Linked DNA regions of Sus scrofa: region 2 is linked to region 1. The links are chromatin contacts, called in public HiChIP or PLAC-seq maps. All regions are on one chromosome and are shown on one strand. Each heading gives the region's core, a stretch centred on a gene start, on an enhancer-like site or on the middle of the called end of the contact. The rest is flanking DNA. Distances are from core to core; before and after follow the strand shown. Region 1 overlaps TSPAN9 (tetraspanin 9). Region 2 overlaps TEAD4 (TEA domain transcription factor 4).

Evidence for each region. HiChIP or PLAC-seq counts read pairs in DNA pulled down with a chosen protein or histone mark.
Region 2: an H3K27ac HiChIP or PLAC-seq map of skeletal muscle shows a contact between it and region 1. The contact joins two enhancer-like sites. A contact is called at or near these places in 1 of 47 Hi-C or Micro-C datasets (skeletal muscle) and 1 of 2 datasets of contacts at active chromatin or transcription factors (skeletal muscle).

What each region holds. Positions count from the first base shown.
Region 1 is chr5:66,941,990-66,947,342 of Sscrofa11.1, reverse strand. The region is part of intron 1 of TSPAN9 (tetraspanin 9); the gene reads left to right. Among named protein-coding and RNA genes, the nearest start is that of TSPAN9, 50 kb to the left of the region's middle. Within about 2 kb of position 3,337, at least 25 of the 83 cell types and tissues checked have an H3K27ac peak or open chromatin away from gene starts, as enhancers often do. A contact at or near this core is called in skeletal muscle, where this site is marked.
Region 2 is chr5:67,161,034-67,166,386 of Sscrofa11.1, reverse strand. All of the region lies in intron 1 of TEAD4 (TEA domain transcription factor 4), which reads left to right. Among named protein-coding and RNA genes, the nearest start is that of TEAD4, 3.9 kb to the left of the region's middle. Within about 2 kb of position 2,871, at least 6 of the 83 cell types and tissues checked have an H3K27ac peak or open chromatin away from gene starts, as enhancers often do. A contact at or near this core is called in skeletal muscle, where this site is marked.

The DNA of each region.
Region 1 (5,353 bases), core at 2,088-4,587:
TTTGGATGACGAAACTCAGGCACAGAATGACTAAGCCAGACTTTGGTTACACGTCACTCTCAAAATGCACATCTGACGTTCCTGTGGGCAGATCCATGTCTGAGTTACCTGCACAGTGAATGTGGACCCTCCTTAGGGGTGCCTGGGGCACCTCCCTCACACGCGGCAGTGTCCTTGGGGTTCACGTGCTTTACTTGGTTTAGTCCTCGTGTCACTCCTGCATTTTGCCATTCAGAGAACTGCCCAGTGAGGGGTGTTATTTGCTCAAAGCCTCCAAGAGAGTGACAGAGCTGGGATGTGACTGCATGCTTTCCGTGTGACCGCACGTGGTCAAGGCCACCATGCAGGGATGGCAGCTTGCCCACGGGTGTTGGCTGTGGTGCTGGCCGTCTGCTTCCTTGAATGGCCCACTGTGGCTCTGTCGCCCTGGCTTTATCTGAGCTGCCTTGATCTTGGCTGTGTTTTGTCCCCCCTACCCCCGCCCCTGCCATGGTAATGAGGCCCTCGCCTTTGCCTGAATGTAAAGCTGAAATGCCTTTTATTTGTTCTCATATCACTTATTTCAAGCTCCAGGGGATGCCTGGGGTTTCATTTGGGGATTTGTTGGAAGGTCTGTGCCACTCTTGCGTTGTCCTTCATGATTTTGCCAACTTTGCTCTGGTGCCCCCAGAATGAGGCGTTCACAGCACTTTAGGAGACTCCCCTCATGTCTCATGTTCTCAATCGCTTTTCGTGTGACTGGTGTGTTTGATGTGAGAGCGAGTCTCTCCCTTAGAGTCGGGGCACCCCTTCCCTGGACCCGCCCCCGGCTGGTGCCCAGGACACCTCCTTGCTGCACAGATGTACCGTGAGAAGCCTGTCTCTGCTCCCACTGCAGGCCCAGCTGCCCGTGCTGAGGTCAGCTTCGCGGTGACCGCAAATATGGCCCGACCCAGGCTAGCTGGCTCACAGTGCCCTGTCTATGACACAGAAGCCTTTCCTGGTGCTGTGACGGAGCGCCTGAGGCATGCAGAGCTTGGCTCTTGGACTTCTGTGCCCATTATGGGTGCCAGGCCCAGGGACAGCCAGGTTAATGGCCAGGACCTGCTGTGAAGGAGGGGCTCACGCAGTGGGGAGGTGCAGGTGGACTGGGGTGGACAGGGTGGCACCGTGCTCTGGCCCAGGCACGCGCTCATCTCCTTGTGGCCTCCTTTCCTTGTCAGCTCCCTTTCCTCCTCATCTTTCTCTCTTTCTTTTCACCCCTGTGTTTTGGAAGTGCCACGGTGACGGGCTGGTCCCAGCCCAGCTCAGGATTAGAGTTCTGAAGATCTGCTTTTTGACTTCATGCCAGCATGGGTTTTTTAGCAGAGAGGTGGCAGGCATGTTAAAGATCCAAGGCCATCTTTGGAGAGAGGGAGCCTTGGCGACAGCAGAGGCCATTTCCAGGACGACAGGAAGGAAAATCACGCCCAGTGTGCCCCTGCTGGGTGCACCTGCTGTGACAAGGTGTCCAGCACCTGAAAAGCAGGAACGTCAAATGCTGTTACCTTCCCAGCAATAAGTGGCCCTAGAAATGCGATCCACTTGCATGTGGCACTCTCCCTGGGTATGGGTGAGTGTGCCAGAGGGCATGGAAAGGAGGAGAGGTGGGGTTCCAGGTGGCTATCTCCACTACTGATGGATGGGGGGGTCTGGGAGGAGAGAAGAAAAGTGGTTCTCTTTTAAAAAAAGTTTTTTTCTTTTTTAACCCCTTTTGGCCACACCTGCGGACACTTCCCAGGCCAGGGATTCAACCTGCACCACAGCAGCGAGCTGAGGCACTGCAGTCACAATGCTTTGCCACCAGGGGAACTCCCCCAAAAGTTTATTTTGGACGAAAAAATTTGTGTGTGGCCATTGAAGGGCACTGGGAAGAATAGAGAGGTAGGAAAATAGCACGAATTAAAATCACTCCTAATGCCACCATGCAGAGCTAACCTCAGCTCACCTTCAGTGAGTTTCCTGGTGTGTGTGTGGGGGGGGGGAGGAGATTCTTTTGTTGCGAAGGACACCTTGAGTTAAAAGAACTAGGAGGATGCTGAGGACAGTGGGTTCCTGTCTCCAACTTTGACCGTCAGCACCAGCCAGCAGCCCCTGGGAACTGGGCAGCCACTCAGCCCACGCTTGAGTGCACACTGGAGAGAGGACCCTGCTTCCGGGGACTTCCTGTGTAATGTGGGGACACAGAGCCGAAAGTGGCTGGGACCCCAGTGGTCCACGGAACACCCTCTGCCCCAAAGCAGAGGCTCCTGGCAGGTGGCTGCCCACCATCTGTGCCCAGACTGCTAGTGGCAGCCGCCTTGTTGGTCAGCTCTGGGTCTCTGGGTGAGGGAGGCCGAGGGATCGTTTTTCACCTGTAGGTTCTGACTCTTGTCTCTGCCGTGCCCTCCCGAGCCTTATGGAATAAGTCCAGACACTGTGAACCACTATAAGTCCAGACACTGTGCTTCTCGTACTTAAAACCTGCACCCTGCTCCTCACCGCTCCCCTAGGCCCCCACAGGCCAAACCCCTCTGGTTCCCCCACCCATTCCTCATGGGCAACGTGGTTTCACGCCATCTGGTGCTGGTGTGGCTGAAGGGAGGGGAGCCTCTGGCAAGGCTTCCGGGAGCAGGTGAGCAGGAGTGGCGTTTGGAGGGTGCAGGGGTGGCAGCGAGATGGGGAAGCCCATTCCGGGCTAGGGAATGGCATGCAGGAATGTTCATCCGTGGCAGGTGTGCACAGAGGCCTGTGTGCGTGTGAGCTCCTGTGGGGGCCAGAGGAATCCCCGCCTCCTAGCTCCCCCCAGCCCATGGCCTTATATAGCCACCACCCTGCTCCCCGAGCTGGGGTGGGGACGCCCCCCCCCCCCGCCACTGCACACACTTGGGGAGCCTGCTGCTGGCTGGGCCCCGGCCGACTCAGGATCGTCATGTCATCACAGTCGGAGTCAGCTGTTGCTTTGGGAAGCCTTCCCTGGTGTTTCACGGTGCACAGTCAGAAATATAACCCTCGTGTTTGCCAGGAGTGTTGGATCTTGGCAGGCGTCCTCGTGGCCTATTTTAAACTGAAGGGAGCAGAGAGAGGTGCCTCCCAGGCTGAGCCCAGGACCCTTCCCTCATGGAGCTGAGCAGAGCTTCTAGGGGCTGCTCGCTTTCTGCCTCCTTGGGCCAATGAACACCTGTCTTGGGGAAAGGGCACAGGGTGGGAAGGGGGCTGTTTCAAGGGGTCTGGAGGAGGGTTTTCATGAGTACGTGGTGAGCTCAGGGCTGTCCCTCTGTGGTGTGTGGCAGAGTTCCAGCAGGCGGCTTGGCCACCCTCCTTCCTTGCCATCTGGAAAATGGGGGTCACGTGGCTCTGCCCAGCCTCTCAAAGTGCTCTGGTGACCTCAGAATGGTACGAGCGTGTCTGGGATCTACCGACCCCCATCGTCCTGCTTCAATTGCCAAAGAGAGTTTTCTCACCAGGCAAAGCCTACACTAAGTAACACAGGAGCCCAAGAAAACCAAATAAAAAGATGATGGAAACAGGCAGCAAAGGCTATTCAGTTACTCAGGAGGCTGCTGCTGGCTCAATGAATGAAATGAGAATAATCACTCATGAAGGGCCCAATATAGCCTCGTGCTTCAGGTCCTGGATCCTGGCCTTGACTTAGCGAGCCTCACTCTGGGCAAGTTCCTGGGTCTCTCTGAGCCACAGTCTCTCATCGGGAAAGGGGATGGTGAACCTCATTGGTTGTAGTGGGCATGCATCGAGGTGACGGGTCTGCAGGACAGGTGCCTGTGGCCAGTCAGTGTGGAATGAGCTTGGCTACTGTCACGGCCACTACTGTGACTTTCCCAGAATGCCGTTGTGGACAGACGGCACCTGCAGTGATGGGGTCCAGGAAAACGAGTCCCTCCTCATGAAGTTCCACAGAGCGCCAGGGGGATTGGAGTCCAGTCTCTGCCCCCAGGAGCCTAGTGGTGGCAGCGCCAGGGTGTTCAGAGGGGAGGGGCTGAGGCCTATCAGGACTCCAGGGGCAGCGCGTCCCTGGGGATATTTCTATCCACTGTGCCCCAGCCCAGTGGAGCCCAGTGGTCAGGAAGATGCTCAGTCACAGCTCTGGAGATGCTGATGCACTGCAGGTCCAGGGTAGGGCAGAGGATTCTGGTGATGCTATCGTCCGGTAGGGGCAGGGGCTCAGGACCGTGGAGTCAGACAGAGCTGGGAACTCAGCCGGGCCTTACTTGGACAAGAGTGTCAACCTCCTTGGCCTGGTGTGAGATTAGGTAGCACAGTAGGTCTGAAACACCCAGCCCAGAGCCTCTTGCAAGCCCCCCCCCCGCCAGTGGTGGTCAACTTTGCAGCCTGGCTGGGCAGGGCCCCTCCTCTGTCAGGCCACGCGCTGGCAGCTTTCAGGGCTCAAGGTTCTTCTCCAGACCTTTTCTGGGGGTAGGGGCCTTCTTCCTTGCCCTCCCTCTCTCCCCAGATCCCCACATCGGAGCACTAAATGTAGGGGGCCTTCCCGTTTTAGAGATGAGGTGTGGTGGGGAGACCGTCTGCAGGTCCACAGGGCCTTGGACACTGGTGCACACTCAGGCCTGCTCCTGGCTCAGGTTCCAGGCACCGTCTCATGCAGCCTGGGCTGGAGTGCCCTGCCCCAGACCAGTGCTCAGCACATCTCTACACCAGAAAGAAAGCTCAGGTGAGGGACTGGGTTCTGGCCTGTCCATCCTGATGACAACAGCTGTATCCAGTGCCTGTAGAACACTTACTGGGTCCCAGGCACCGTTGTGCTTCTCGTGCATGCACTGATTTTAGCTTCGTGACAGCCCTGAAGGTGGTACCATCAGTGAGCCCATTTAACAGATATGATGGATTGCAGATGTACTGGGCGTTGCTAAGAGCTCTGTTTCCAAACATGCCTTTCCGCAATCCTGTCCTTTTAATATCGATTCTGAGTCCATTTTCATTAATGCCCATCAGTTGCAATAAACAGGAAGCCCCTGTGGACACTCCTCTTTGTGGTCTGCATAGAGTGGATGCCCCATGCACACGTGTGTGGACTGTTGAGTGAGTTTATTTGTTGGTTTCCAGGGGACCGGAGAGGCTGGGGAGAGGGCAGCAGCTGCCTTGTCGCCGGGAGGACTGCTCTGACGCCAGCCACCCCCCATGTGGGTTTCCTGCTGTGGTCACCCGCTCCCCTCTGTCCCCCAGGGCCCAGAATAGCAGTCTATGGTCAAGAGGGACAGTGAGAAGTAGGCCACGTGGCTGGGCCACAGGGCTGATGGGTGCTGGACGGTCAACCTTGGGGCCTACGGCGTGGCCCCAGCTGCCCCGCCAGCTCCAGGCTTTTTATAGAGAGGCTGCCTTA
Region 2 (5,353 bases), core at 1,622-4,121, 220 kb before region 1:
ACCTCGAATTTCAGGGCTGCCTTAAGATGACAGACATGTATCCTCTCCCGAGTCAGAAGGTTGAAGGTCTGAACTCAGGGTGCTGGGGGTTGGCTCCCCTTGGAAGCTCTGCCGGAGGATCTGATCTGTGCCCCCTCCCAGCTTCTGGGGGCAGCTGGAGGCCCTTGGTGTCCTTGGCTTGTAGCTGTAGCACTTTGGTCTCAGACTCTGTTGTCACATGGCCGTCCTGTCTGTCTGTCTTTGTGTGTCCTCCTCTTCTAAGATACCAGTCGTTGGATATAAGGCCCCCCTTAATCCAGTGTGCCCTCATCTTAGCTAGTTAATTCTGTAAAGACCCTGTTTCCTGGAGTTCCCTGCTGGCCTAGTGGTTAAGGATCCAGTGTTGTCACTGAAGCAGCTTGGGTCACTGCTGTAGTGTGGCTTTGATCCCTGGCCCAGGAACTTCCAGATGCCATGGGCAAGGCCAAAAAAAAAAAGATCATTTCCAGATACGATTACATTCTGAGGTTCTGGATGGATGTGAATGTTGGGGGCGGCGGGCGCTGTTCCACTCTGTTCAATTAACTAAACTCAAATCTGCTTTGTGACTGGTCTAGGGAGCCAGCCCCACCTGCTTGTCTTTAATCTGCACCTGCCCTGCAAGGGCAGGGATTCCTTCTCCTGCTGGAGGAAGCAAGGTCCTTTCGAGCTAGACCCCAGCTCTGCTCCTCGGTTACCTGTTACAGCTGCTCATCCGACTTTACCAGCCCCTCCGCTGAGGCTCTGCGGGGCCCCCACTTCTGCGGGTCTCCACGCCCTGGTTTGGGCTCCCCTGGCACCTTGCTCTAACCACGTCCTGCTCCAGTGGTTGCTTCTTACTTTGGGTCCCCATGGAAGCTTCACGGAAGAGGCAGCCGCTGTGCGCAGAGCAGCTGTGGGTGCCAGGGGTGGGACCTGCTTTAGGTAGGCTCTTCCCGTGGAGCTGGGTGGCCTGGGCTCTTCCACGGCTTGATGGAGAGTGGGGTGCGTGTTGGTCATGAGCTGAGGTGTGACGGTGACGTCGTGGCGGGGGTGTGGCTGGAGAAATCAGGGTCCCTTGATGGGGCAGTGGTCAGTGCCCAGGCGCCTAGCAGGATTGATCTTCCTGCTTTAAAAGGACACATGGCCTGGCAAATACAATTGTGTTCGAGGCGCTCGGTGTGGGGAGAACGCTGAGGGTGCTGCCTGTTGGGGAGGCCCCGGTGGTGGCAGGTCTGGAGAGCCAGCAGACAGTCCTCGCGTGCCACAGTGGGACCCACTGTTTCTTTGTTACCCATTCTTAAGTGTACAGCTCAGTGGCATTAAGTACGTTCACATTGTGGTTGAGCAGCCATCCCCACTGCCCGTCTCTAGAACTTTCTCATTCCCTCCAACTGAAACTCTGTCCCCGCTCAGCACTGGCCCCTAGGTCCCTCTCCCGCAGTCCCTGGTACCCGCCATCCAGTCTACCGCTTTGGCTAGAGCTCCTCCAGGGCCCTCATATACATGGAATCACACAGTATTTGTCCTTTTGTGCTGGCTTTTTCACCTGACATCATGTCCTCAGGGTTCCTCCGTGTCATTTCAGGTGTCAGGATGTCCTTCCTTTTTAAGACTGAATCACCTTCCACTGTACGCACGAGCCGGTGGTGTTTATCCGTTCACCCAGCTGATGGATATCTGGGCGGATGCGTCCCTTTTTCTTAGTGGTGACAGGTGGATGGTTCTATCCATATTCACATAGAAAGGTATTGGGGTTGAGAGCCTAGCTTTGGTCAAAGCAGGGTTTGGGACAGCAGGGCTGTGGAATTCCTTTGGGCAGGAGGGGAGCCGTTGCCGGGGGGAGCGCGGTGTAAGCGGTGTTTGGCAGGCCATCCTGGCCCCATTGCCATCCTTCGTGCCTCTCCTTCCCTTGCGCTGAGACGGGGAGGGGCCGAGGGGCTGAGACACGGGAGGAGGAAGTGAGAAGGGGGCTGAGGCCAGGAACCTGTTAGAGATGGGCCCTCATCTTTTCGAGGGAGCAGAGGGAGGGTCACTGCCTCTGCAGATGCAGAGAGAGACGCTCAGAAAGGCCAAGAGCTTCCCCTGGAGTGGCTCAGGTGGTAAGTGAGAGAGCAGGGCTTGGTGCTCCCGTCACCCCAGTGTCACCCCAGTGGCTCTCATCAGCTCTGTGAAGCCTGCCTGCCTCCTGCTTGGCCCCGACTCAGGTGGGTCAGGCTCTGAGCAGGGGGACTGGAAGCCGCTCCCTCGGCAGACTCTGGTGACTGACCCAGCCCCCACGGCACCTGTCCTCCGAGGGAGTACACATCCTGCTGGGCTCCAGACGCTGGCTTATCCCATCTCGTCTTACAGGCCGCGGCTGAGCCAGGGCAGGGCCTCGCAGGCATTGATGGGGGCTCTCAGCAGAGTGGAGCGGCCCAGCTGGGAGGTATCCATGACCCTGGGCTCAGTGCCTGTGGGGGAAGGGACCAGCAGCCTGGCTGACCCAGGCCTGTCTCCCTCAGGCTGCTCACCACCCCCTTCCCTTGGGGACCCGTCTTGAGCCCTGGGCAGGAGCCCTGGACCTCCTCCTCCCCCACGCCTATATCCAGAGCCCTCAGCTGGTTTCTGGGTGGGCAGCGGGCCGTGGGCAGGAAGAGCACACTGCCCAGAGGAGGAAGAGCCCCAGGGACTCTGAGGACGGGATCAGGCCTGTTCCCCACCCACCCTGCACACCCGGACCAGGGCCAGGCAACACGCAGATGACAGATGAGCACTGAGGCCCCCACGCCTGTGCACCGGCTCCTGGGCCAGGGCTGCCAGTCCTCCCAACTCATGCAGCATTGGTTTTGCCCTGTCACGCCATGCCCCTCTCCCTGGCACTGCCAGGATGGTCATTCTGATCTCACCCAGCCTGGCTTTGGCCCCGGGGGCAGGTGGTGCGAGGTGAGCGTGGCTCCCTCTGGCCTGGGCGGCCTCGCTCCGCTGCTGCTGCTGCTGCTGCTGCTGCTGCTGGTGCTGCTGCTGCCCACAGGCTAGGGCTCTCTCTGTCTTGCTCTGGGCAACTCCCCCTCTTCCCGCCTGGCCCCTGGCCCGAATCTCCCAAGTCTGCCTCTCCTCTCCTCTCTCCCTTGTCTCCCTGGGAGCCTCGTGGCCCATAAACCAGTGACACTTATGTTGTATATGGCCAGTCCGTTGAAGGCTGGGGTATCTTGGAAGCTTTCTGGAAGGAAATGCAGCTTGGCTGGGTGGAGGAGGGCAGGGGAGAGTGAGCCGTGACTCACAGGTGGGGCTTTGCCTGGTGGGCTTGGGGGGATCTGGGCAATGCCCTGTGATAAGGGACACCAGAGGCGAATCACTCAGATGACAAGGGGCAGAGCAGAGGCTGCACGCAGGCTGGTCTCTTGTCACTGAGGCGATGGGATGGGTCAGGGAGCCGCCTCCGAGCTTCTCCTACCCGACTCCTTGCCCTTGTTCCTGCCTTCTCCGCTGCCCTCTGCTTCGTCAGCTGTGCTGTTTCTCCCTCTCCTGGCCTGGACCCCTGGCATCCTGCTTAGCGAGGCCTGATGACCTGAGTCTCCATCCGCGTCCACTCTGTCCAGTGGCCTGTGTGACCTTAGCAGGTCGTTTACCTCTTCTGAGCTTCGGTTTCCCCATTTGAAGAATGGGGCACTGATAGTACTACCTTTGGGTTTTTTTTTTTTTGGCTTTTTCTAGGGCCGCTCCCACGGCATGTGGAGGTTCCCAGGCTAGGGGTCGAATCGGAGCCTACGCCAGAGCCACAGCAATGCAGGATCTGAGCTGCGTCTGTGACCTACGCCACAGCTCACTGCAACGCCGGATCCTTTAACCCACTGAGCAAGGCCAGGGATCGAACCTGCAACCTCATGGTTCCTAGTCAGATTCGTTAACCAATGCGCCACGATGGGAACTCTGGGGTTGGTTTTAATTATGTATTTCTTATTTTATTGGGGGAAAATATACATAAAATTCACCCTTGTGACCCTTCGCACGTGCACAGTTCATTGGCATTAAGTACATTCCCAGTGCGTGGCCGTCACTACCATCATCTCCAAACCCTTAGTTCTTCCCAACAGAAACTGTATCCCCCACTCCCTTCTCCCTCCAGGCCCCCGTGGCCTCTAATCTACTCTCTGTCTTTGTGAACTTGCCTCTTCTGGCTTCATCACGATGGTGGAGTCTACAGTACTTGTTCTTCTGTGTCTGGGTGGGTTTTCTTAGGACAATGTCTTCAAGGTTCATCCACATTGTAGACGATGTCAGACCTTCGTTCTTCTCTTTTTCGTAGCTGAATAATATTTCCATCGTATACACCACCTTTTGTTGATCTGTTTCTCTACTGATGTTCTTGCGGGTTTTCTGCCTTTTGGCTGTTGTGGGGAGTGCTGCTGTGAACACGGGTGTGTAAGTATTGGTCTCTTTCAATTCTTTGGGGTGTCTACCTAGAGGTGGGATTGCTGGACCACATGGTAATTCTCTTTAAATTTTTGAGGAACTACCAGACTGTCTCCCACAAATGGCTGGACCATTTTCCATTCTGCTGGCAACGTACAAGTGTTTTAATTTCTTCACATCCTCACCAACACTTTATGTTCCACTTTTTACCAGGAGCTGTTCTAGTGGGTGTGAGGTGGTATCTCACAGTTTGATTTGCATTTCCCTAAGGATAGTGAGGTCGAGCATCTTTTCATGTAGTTGGAAGAAATCAGTATCTTTAGTGTGGCTGCTGGGACAGAGGGGAGAGGTGCCCAGTGAGCAGCCTGGAGCTTCGGGGCTCAACTTTATCCCTGCCCTCGAGAAGCTCAAATGACTTGAGCCCATGAAGGCACAGACCTTGTGCACCAGGCTTGGAGGCGAGAATGGGCACGCCCACCTGGGTGGGGACAGGAGCGAGGAAGAGGAAGAGCAGTGGCCTTGCACATGGGGTAGGATTTCATCAGAAGCCTCAGCCCTCCAGGGACAATGGCTGTAACAGCTCAGATGTCAGGCTTGAAGTTTTTTCCTCCACAAATAGCCTCCTCCTCCAGCTGCAGGTGTTTATGGTTTCAGCTGATCCCTGGCCAGAGAGGCCCTCAGGCCAGGCCATGGGCAATAGGGCGGGCTGGCCTTCTCTCCCCAGGCCCCAGCTCCTGTAAAGGGCGCTCTCCCTGAGGCCTCTGTAAAGATCTACCTGTGGGGGAAGTCCTGCCCTTTCAACTTTACAAACTACTAGTTAGTTCTAACAGTACCTTATCAGCAATACCGGCAAGATCAACTGCCTTTGTTGACCCTTATGCATAAACATGTGATATGTTTCCTGCCCAGGGGGGAATGAGACACAGAAAAACCTGTCCCAGATAGGATTTTGCAAATGGGA